Linked DNA regions of Sus scrofa: all the other regions are linked to region 2. A link is a contact called in public Hi-C and HiChIP or PLAC-seq data. All regions are on one chromosome and are shown on one strand. Each heading gives the region's core, a stretch centred on a gene start, on an enhancer-like site or on the middle of the called end of the contact. The rest is flanking DNA. Distances are from core to core; before and after follow the strand shown.

Region 1 (2,725 bases), core at 3-2,502, 89 kb after region 2:
TCCTGAATGGGGAGAGACTCGACTCAGATTGTTCCTGGAATTGAGATCCTGCACCCTGGTCCAGAGAACCTGGAGGAAATGGGAAAGTCCAGGCTGGACTCTTGTCAAGGTGACAGGGTGTTCCTTGGACCCATGTTGGCTACATTCCTGTCCAAAGCTGTGATTGTCCTAAGAGCATCAGTTGGTGGTCTGAGAGGCAGAGCACTGACCCCTTCTGGTCCTCCCCTTGGCTGCTCATTCCCAGCCTGCTCAGCCAGCCCTCCTCTCTGGGCAGCCTCCCAGGCAGGGCCTGTCCCTGGCTGCTTGTTTTTCACTTCTCCCTGCACCTTAATTAGGAGTTTCCAAGCAGGGAGGGCCTCCAGGGGAGCCTGAGGCCAGAGAGCTGCCTTAAAGGGCCAGATGTGCTCACACAGAGCAGAGAAAAAGATGGTGTGCCAGAGGGCTGGGTGGGCAAACAGCCCTGGGGGAACCTTGCTCTAGGGGGCAGACCTTGCTGCAAGCCAGTCCTGCAGGTACCCTGCTCCTCCAAAGGCCAAGTCTGTCTCGCTGGCTGTTCTGACTTCTCTTTGGGATCCCAGGAGCTCAGGCCCCTGATCAGGAGAAAGGCTACCAAGGCCTGAGAGGCAGCCTAGGCAGGGCAAACACTGGCCAGAATCTGGAAGGTTTAGGCAGTTGAGACCTTGGACTTCTGAACCCTCCCGGGAAAGCACCCTCAGGCCGGGGCGGGGGGTCTTACCCTGGTAGCAGTTTTTCACACGTGAACCTTTCACTCTGTGGGTTCTAAGGTGTAAGGAGCACCCCGGCGCTCCGGAAATCGGCACCAAGCTTCAACTTGGAACTGGCCCGGTGGCCGGTGAGTTCTGTCCTGTCCAGTCAGTGGGGTCCTCAGAGGCTGGGAATGCGCCCCTACCCACCGCCACCAGGGCCCATAACCGAGGAGACACGGAGGAGAGCTGAAGGAAGACCTGGTGGTATCCCCATTCACAAGACTCTGTCCGCAGAACTGGGCCAAAAAGTTGGCAAATAGAGGGGCACCATTCCGGGAGAGCCAGTTTCGGGCTGCCGGGAAGGAAGGGGAGGTGGGACAGAGTCGCCGAGAGCACGCAACAGCGGTGGTCGGGGACCACTAGGGGCTCCGGAGAGTCACGACCTTCGGAGCTGAGGCAGGGGCCCACTCTAGCCACGCCCCTATCTTTCTCCTTCACGGTCCCCGCCTCCCAAATCCCCGCCCGTCGCTGGCCGATCGGCGATCGATCGCGCTTGTCTGCGCTCTCAGCGTTCTTCTAGTGCTGTCTTTCTGGTCCCAACGTGGGCCAGGTGATGATGGCGGCGCTAGTTGCGGCCGAGGCCACAGAGCCCCGCGGCCGAAACGGCCCGGGCAGAGGTGGGTACTACACGGGTGCGGCCTCTGGACCTCGCATCTTGGCATAGGGTCCCCAAGTCAGGGACAGGACCAGCCCCCTTTAACGGCAGCGGCGCCTTTCTGCGCCAGACTCAGAAGGCCTCGCGGTCACTTCCTTCGGGCTGCTGTCGCTGGAGCCCAGGGGGACCGGCCCTTCTTTTGTAGCCGTAAGGCATGGTCAGGAGCAGCCCCTCCTAGGAGCTCGTAGTCCTCAAGCCGTAAACGCTGCCTCCCTGCCTTGGCGGGCAGACAGACGCTTGTAGACTCACGGATAGGACGGACCTGACAGGGAGGGAGGGAGCCAGGCATTCCCCTAGCGTGCCCTCGGAGAATGCTTCAGGGAAGAGGCGCAAGGTTTCATTCACCCGACCCTTGCAGCTGGCCTGTGCTAGGTGTATGGACTTGACTGCAGCCCTACCCTCAGGGATCTCTCGCAGTCTACGGAAGAATACTAACGTAAGCAGAAGGTTACAGCCAAGTGATAAAGGAGGAGGCGCCTACTGGCCCTTGGGACGAATTGAGCTGCTAGAATTAGCAGCTCCCACACCCCAGCAACACAAGGGACTTGAGCCTGTCAGAGGAGCTTCTGTGAGGGGCAGGAGTAGAGACACCGGCCCTTTGAGACAACTGAACAAAAATCATAGCAGTGGTAACCTTTAAATCTGGACTTAGAGTTCTAGCCTGCCATTCTAGTTCTCCACTGAACCATCACTACCACCACCCTTGCACCCACCCACCCCAGCCCCGGGCTGAAGTGTCAGGTCTGGCAGAATCCCTGGCAGAAGTTTAGGCATATAGTGCAGGCTCAATAAATAATTCGCTGAGGAGTTCCGTCGTGGTGCAGTGGTTAACGAATCCGACTAGGAACCATGAGGTTGCGGGTTCGAGCCCTGCCCTTGTTCAGTGGGTTAAGGATCCGGCGTTGCCGTGAGCTGTGGTGTAGTTCGAAGACAGGGCTTGGAGCCCGCGTTGCTGTGGCTGTGGCGTAGGACGGCGGCTGTAGTTCCGATTAGACCTCTAGCCTGGGAACCTCTATATGCCGCGGTTGCGGCCCTAGAAAAGGCAAAAAGACAAAATAAATAAATAAATAATAATAATAATAATAATAATTCGCTGAATAAATTCATTTCTCGCCTTGTCACATTCTAGAGCTGTCTGGTGCCTAAAGAGAGAACTGGGGATTGGGCTAAACTGAATTATGGGTAGTAGGATGCTGATTGAGGGCTGCAGCCTTGCTAAAGGTCTACAGTGTTTTTTTCTTTAATCAACGGATTGTCATTGTTTGGGTACCTGCATTTGTTCCCACTAGACTACTAGCCACTA
Region 2 (2,700 bases), core at 93-2,592:
TCTCTTGCATTATGGCTCATGTGATAGCTTTGGTGGCGGGGCTGTGGGGATAATGAAGAGTCTCTTAATGGCCCTAGTTAAACCCGGTAATATCACTCTATCAACCTTCAGCTGGTGGTGGGACTCTAACCCAGTTTCGCATTTCTTAACGTCTGCAACCCACCCCTGGGTTTGAGCTGCTTCTAAGCGCTAAGAAGACTTTGACCATCACTGCTCTGTTTCGTGGAGCATATTTATAAAGCGGTGCTCATTTCCCGACTCTAGAATTGTGCCTCCTCTTCCCATTCCAGCTCCTCAGCTGAGATCAGTCTCCTTGAATAAACTGGGGAAGTCAAAGTTATTTCAGCCACAGCATCACCCTTCTCAGTCTCTGAGCTACTGGCCTGCTGGTTTAGTGCCCCCAAAGGAAGAGAACTCATTTTATTCTGGAAAACGGGGAACTGAATTTGCTTCAGGACCTGCCTGGGTCTAATGAGCCCAGTCTGTTAGCAAGGTTTGCCCCCGTGTGGGAGGTGCATTTTGAGGTGCATGTGCGCGCATGCCCTTGGCTAGAGTAACCTGTGCCCAGCAATGGCTGCTGCTCCCTGGGGAGGGAGGGGGCACGTGCAGTCCTGTTCTCAAGAGGGCTGGTGGAGGAGGCCACCTTACAACCCTTTGGCCTTCGTGAAAATGTCCAATATTCACCCCCCAAACGGTGGGTCGTCGAGGCAACTTTCTGATGCCCCAGAGTGAACCCGGAAATGGGTCCTCGTGCAGAAGCAGGGGAGGGGGATGGGAAGGGAGCCTGGGAAAGGCTTCGGTGGGGAGAGAGGTCATCTTAACCTAAATTAAATAATGGAAATGACAATTATGAACAGCTCTGAGAGCAATGACTCGGCAGCCAGAACTACCTGACCATGACAAATGGCTCTCCTGGGGAAGCGGGCGCCGCCTCCTTTCCTGGATGTGGGGGGAAGGGGTCTCTCCACCAACCAGGGCGGGAGGCAGGGCCCGGGCTGCCTGATTTAGCCTGGAACTTAAAATCGCTGGAGCAGTTTATAGAAACACCAGAATGAGCTGTGGCACACAATCAGCAGGCAGGATCCAGAGATGATGGCATGAATGTTTCAAATGTGCTCAGGGTAATTAGTTTTGAATTACCATGTGCATATTTTAAACATTTAAATGATCATCCCAGGTTTTCGAAAACAGTTTCACACGGCTTCATGTCGCTCCCCCTCCCGGCGCGGCCTCCCCGCGGAAAAGCAGAAGGCGCTGGGCTCGAGAAGGAGCCAGGTGGATGGGGCCGAGCGGTTCCGCGGCTTCCGCGGAGGGGGAGAAGCGGCGGGAGCCGCGCTAAACCCTCGGATCAAGGCGGATTAGGCCGCAGCGCCGGGTCCTGGCGCGGCCGGCTCGCCCAGGACTTCCCTTCCTTCAAGCCAGCGTCGTCTGTGCCAGTTTTTCAAAACGATTTGTTCAGCTTTTAAGTTTTCCATTGTGCATGAAAATGCAATTCCATGTGGGTAGCTTTTTTTTCTTTTTCTTTTTCTTTTTCCATTTTATTTTATGAAGACCTGGACAGCTGGGAAACTTGAAGGTTGATTAGCCAGGTAGGAATGACATGTGGGGTTTTACACCGGCGACCATGTCCACCAGTCAGCTTCCAGCAACTGCAGTGCCTCCATATTTGGGCCGGGATGCAAATAGCAGTTTCTAAAACCCCTAACTCGGTCAACAGTGGAAAGGGCGAACAACCCCCCACCCCCAGCCTCTTTTCTCCTATAGGTAGTGCTAAAGGAGGTGCACCCCTGTCTTACTGAGGACATTTCTAGGTCTTTCTGCTTGGGGGGGGGCAGGGAATGAATAAAGTCCGGTCTCTAACTTTATAAAGGATCTGAATTTAGAGCAGTGGCTTAGAAAGCAGCCCTCCATCCCTTCCTCCCTGTTACACGCTCTTCCTCCAGCAGGGGGAGCTGGGAGAATTAAAAACTATGAGCCAGTGTCTAGGACCTTTTGAGTGGGAGCTATCTATGCTGAGATCCTGATTGAATGAAAATTGTTCATTATGCAAACTGTGTGGTTCGATCCACAGAGGCGGCCCCCAGGCACAAACCCCAAGTCGTTGCTTTTTCTCTCTCCAGATTAAAACATATGAATTGCTTTGATGTAATCTTATAACAAAGCCTAATAGAAATTTTATTTCTACTGAAGTTGCCTGTCATTTCTTATTGCCCCCCTTCTTCTGTCCTATTAATACCCTTACAGTCAGGGATATGCAGCTGAGCTTAGACTGTATTCGAGGATGGGAACAGTGTCTCTTCCTTGGCGATGGCCAGGGTTATTTGAATACACTGCTTGTGATATATTTAATATCTTGTTTGCCCCCCCCACCGCTATTTATCATCTTAATGGAATGCTACAGAATATCACATTATGCAATGTGTTTAAATTGATAAATTATATTAGAAAAATATTGGATCGGATTTTTAATGGTAAGTGGGTTTTTGCAGAAATATTTTCTCATTAGGAGATCAGTGCTTGCAGGGCAGACATTGTAAGGATTTGGGAATAAGCTATATTTATGACCTATTTGGCTAATTAAAATTAAAGCATAATTTTAGCGTGAAGTTCCTGCAAGACTTTGCAGAGAGGGTGGAGGAAGAAACTTGCCCAAATCCAGTTACTTTTAAATGTCAGTTGCCATAACAACTTCACATGAGC
Region 3 (2,700 bases), core at 197-2,696, 68 kb after region 2:
GGGCGGGACCGAGTACCCATGCCCGACCCCTCCCGGGGCGGGGATGCTGCCGCTGGGCCCAGCTGACAGATCTGGGTTACCACGCTGCTGTTGCCGCGGGAGCCGCAGGCCGCCCTGGAAACGCTTCCCACCCCTCGGGCGCCTAGGCCGGCGGGCCGGGAGGAGCCCTGCGCTTGGGAACCCGCTCCCTCGAACGCGTCGGTCTGGCCGGCAGACCCGGGAGCCCGACCCGGCTCAACGCGACCCCAACCCCGATCGGCCTCTGCCCGAGCGCCCGAGCTGCTCTAAACCGCATCTCTAGTCCGCCCTGGTCTGATTCCTGACCCGGCACCTTCTCGCCCTTGCGCAGAAGTGAAATCGAGGCAGAAGACGCCCAGATGGATAGATGGACACCCAGGACGGCCCCCCCAAAGCCCCGGCGCTTCCTCACCGGGCTCACCCAGCATCTGGTCGCACTTTCCTACTATTCTACCCAAGGCGGCCAGGTGCCAGTGCCCTGGCACACTCTGCCCACCTGCCAGGTGGGCTTCCAAGAGGGAGAGAGGGTAGTCTGGGCCCCAGGGGGACCGAGACCAGCTCTGGGAGTGCTCTAGAACCTGCTGGATGGGCGGGCCTGCCAAGCCCCTCTGCAGCCAGGGAGCACCCTGGAGACGCTTTACACGCCACACGCACAACTCCTAGTCGTGCATTTACTGTTCCACACCTGTACAGGTGCTGGCGGGGGCAGAGTGCTGGATCGACAGGGCCCCCATGAAGTCTACAGTCTGGTGTACACTCGATTAGAGCTGCCATCCCTTTCCACCTCTCTACTGCAGTGTTCACCATGACACACACTCACACACACACACACACACACACACACACACCCCCCAGGTGACCACTCCCCAACAATCCTGTTACAATGTCCACAGACCCACCCTAAAGGGCTGCTCACAATCACATTCTACACGTGCAATGACACACACACCCCGCCCTCATCTCGACATAGATATGTATGCACAGGCCCACAAACACACAGTGACTAAGGAGTGGCTGCCTCATCCCTGTCATGTATATATGTGTCCCACTAACAGACACATGCAGCTGCCCCATCCTTATGCATGCATGAACATATGCTAGCACACACAGTCACACACAAAGAACACCCATCCCCACCTCCATACGTGTTGGAGTGCACACCCACAGAGCTGACTGTCCCCTCGTCCCATCCCTGTACAAACATGCACTGAAGTGACCACTGCCACCCCACCCCATGCATGTGTCCCCTACACACACACACATACACACACACACACACAGGCACACACAGGCACACACGCATGCGCACTGACTACAGGCAGCTGGGGAAGAGCTGCAGCCTCCAGCCCTGCTCCTATTTAAAGAGAAGCCTTGCTGGAAAAGGAACAAAAGCAAAGCCAGCTATAAATAGCCACCTCCCTCCCTGCTTTTCCTGCCCTCCGGCCTCTCAGCCTTGCCTCTCCTCTCCGGCCTCAGGCCCAGAGCAGCCAGGGCCAGACCGTCCCCAGGGGAGGGTGGTGGGGCCCTAGAGGCCCAGTGGCCAAGCACGGAGCACTGGGGCAGACCAGGGGCTCTGGGCCTGGGTGCGGGCAAGGGCAGGCAGCCCACCACCTGCAGCCAGCCCTGTGTGCATGTGCCCAGCACAGAGGGAGGGAGGCCCACTTGGGCCAGGCAGGGCTGCTGCCTCAGCAGAAATGCAAAGGCTGGCAGCTGCAGGGGGAGGAAGGAGGGTCTGCCAAACAGCAGCCACAGTTGCCCCTGCCCAGGTGCTCCCTCTCCAGCCTGGCCAGGCCCTTCCTGGGTTGATTCCTGGCTTGGTTCCTGGGCCCAGAGACAGGGATATTGGGTGCCCTGTCAGAAGGCACATAGGGTGGAGGAAAGGGTGGCAAGACCAGAGTTGGGGGAGGGGATCCAAGTCCTACTTTGAGTTCCAGCTCCATCAGCTACTGATCCACCAGCCTCAGGCAAGGCTCCTAACCGCACCACTCAGCCTCGGTTTCAACGCCCTCTTCCTGGGGTGCTGGGAATGCTGCCTGGCAGGCCCTTGGGAGCTGTGGAAAGCCATGGGGTGGGGGAGATTACAGACTTCTCTCTGTGTCTAAGAAGAACTGGATTAAAATAGAAATTAATTTTATTTTGTATTTATCATGGCTAGGCTCTGGACCATCTTTATTTGATTCTGTGGGAGGTAGGTACTATTTCTATTCCCATTTTATAGATGGAGAAACTGAGGTTCCGAGGCTGGCTCTAGGGTCACACAGACCCTTAAAGCACAAAGCCAGGTTGCAAAGCCAGGCTAGAACTGAGACCAAAGTCCTCCTTCCCTTGTCTTGTACTGTGCAAACTGGGGGACCTGGTTCTCAGGTTAGTCCTTCCTCAGGGACCACTGGAGGCCCAGGCTGGGCTGGGCTGGCTGGGCCACCTCTCCCAGGTGGGCCTGGGACTGGAACTGAATGGGGCCCAGGGAGGCCCTCTGCTCCTGCGGGTCTGCTCCAGCAGGGTCGGGCTGCATCAGCCCACCTCCCACCCACCCCTGTCCCTAGCTCCCCTGAGGGGCCTTTCTCCTCTAACCCTGGGGGAGAGGGAGGGAGAGGATGGGGAGAGCTCAGGCAGACCTACTTTCAAGGCTTTAATCCTTTTTGCTTAAAGGATTTTTTTTTTTTTTTGCTTGGGGAAGACTTG

Evidence for each region. Hi-C and Micro-C count contacts between places; a contact is called where the count stands out from the background. HiChIP or PLAC-seq counts read pairs in DNA pulled down with a chosen protein or histone mark.
Region 1: a contact with region 2 is called in a Hi-C map of skeletal muscle, with 9 times the contacts expected there. The contact joins the promoter of DPH1 here to the enhancer-like site in region 2. A contact is called at or near these places in 5 of 5 promoter capture datasets (fetal liver, fetal skeletal muscle, liver and 1 more), 33 of 47 Hi-C or Micro-C datasets (adipocytes, adipose tissue, alveolar macrophages and 17 more) and 2 of 2 datasets of contacts at active chromatin or transcription factors (alveolar macrophages and skeletal muscle).
Region 3: an H3K27ac HiChIP or PLAC-seq map of skeletal muscle shows a contact between it and region 2. The contact joins two enhancer-like sites. A contact is called at or near these places in 7 of 47 Hi-C or Micro-C datasets (blood, fetal liver, liver and 2 more) and 1 of 2 datasets of contacts at active chromatin or transcription factors (skeletal muscle).

Annotation. Positions count from the first base shown.
Region 1 is chr12:48,145,112-48,147,836 of Sscrofa11.1, forward strand. It overlaps DPH1 (2-(3-amino-3-carboxypropyl)histidine synthase subunit 1), which reads left to right and starts at 1,253. Exons shown (of 13, transcript XM_021067606.1): 1 at 1,253-1,384. The coding sequence starts at 1,321. It overlaps RTN4RL1 (reticulon-4 receptor-like 1), which reads right to left and starts at 1,198. Exons shown (of 2, transcript XM_021067605.1): 1 at 737-1,198.
Region 2 is chr12:48,055,554-48,058,253 of Sscrofa11.1, forward strand. No RefSeq gene overlaps it. Among named protein-coding and RNA genes, the nearest start is that of RPA1, 47 kb to the left of the region's middle. Within about 2 kb of position 1,343, at least 13 of the 83 cell types and tissues checked have an H3K27ac peak or open chromatin away from gene starts, as enhancers often do. A contact at or near this core is called in epiblast stem cells, fetal skeletal muscle and skeletal muscle, where this site is marked.
Region 3 is chr12:48,123,280-48,125,979 of Sscrofa11.1, forward strand. The region is part of intron 1 of RTN4RL1 (reticulon-4 receptor-like 1); the gene reads right to left. Among named protein-coding and RNA genes, the nearest start is that of RTN4RL1, 22 kb to the right of the region's middle. Within about 2 kb of position 1,447, at least 38 of the 83 cell types and tissues checked have an H3K27ac peak or open chromatin away from gene starts, as enhancers often do. A contact at or near this core is called in skeletal muscle, where this site is marked.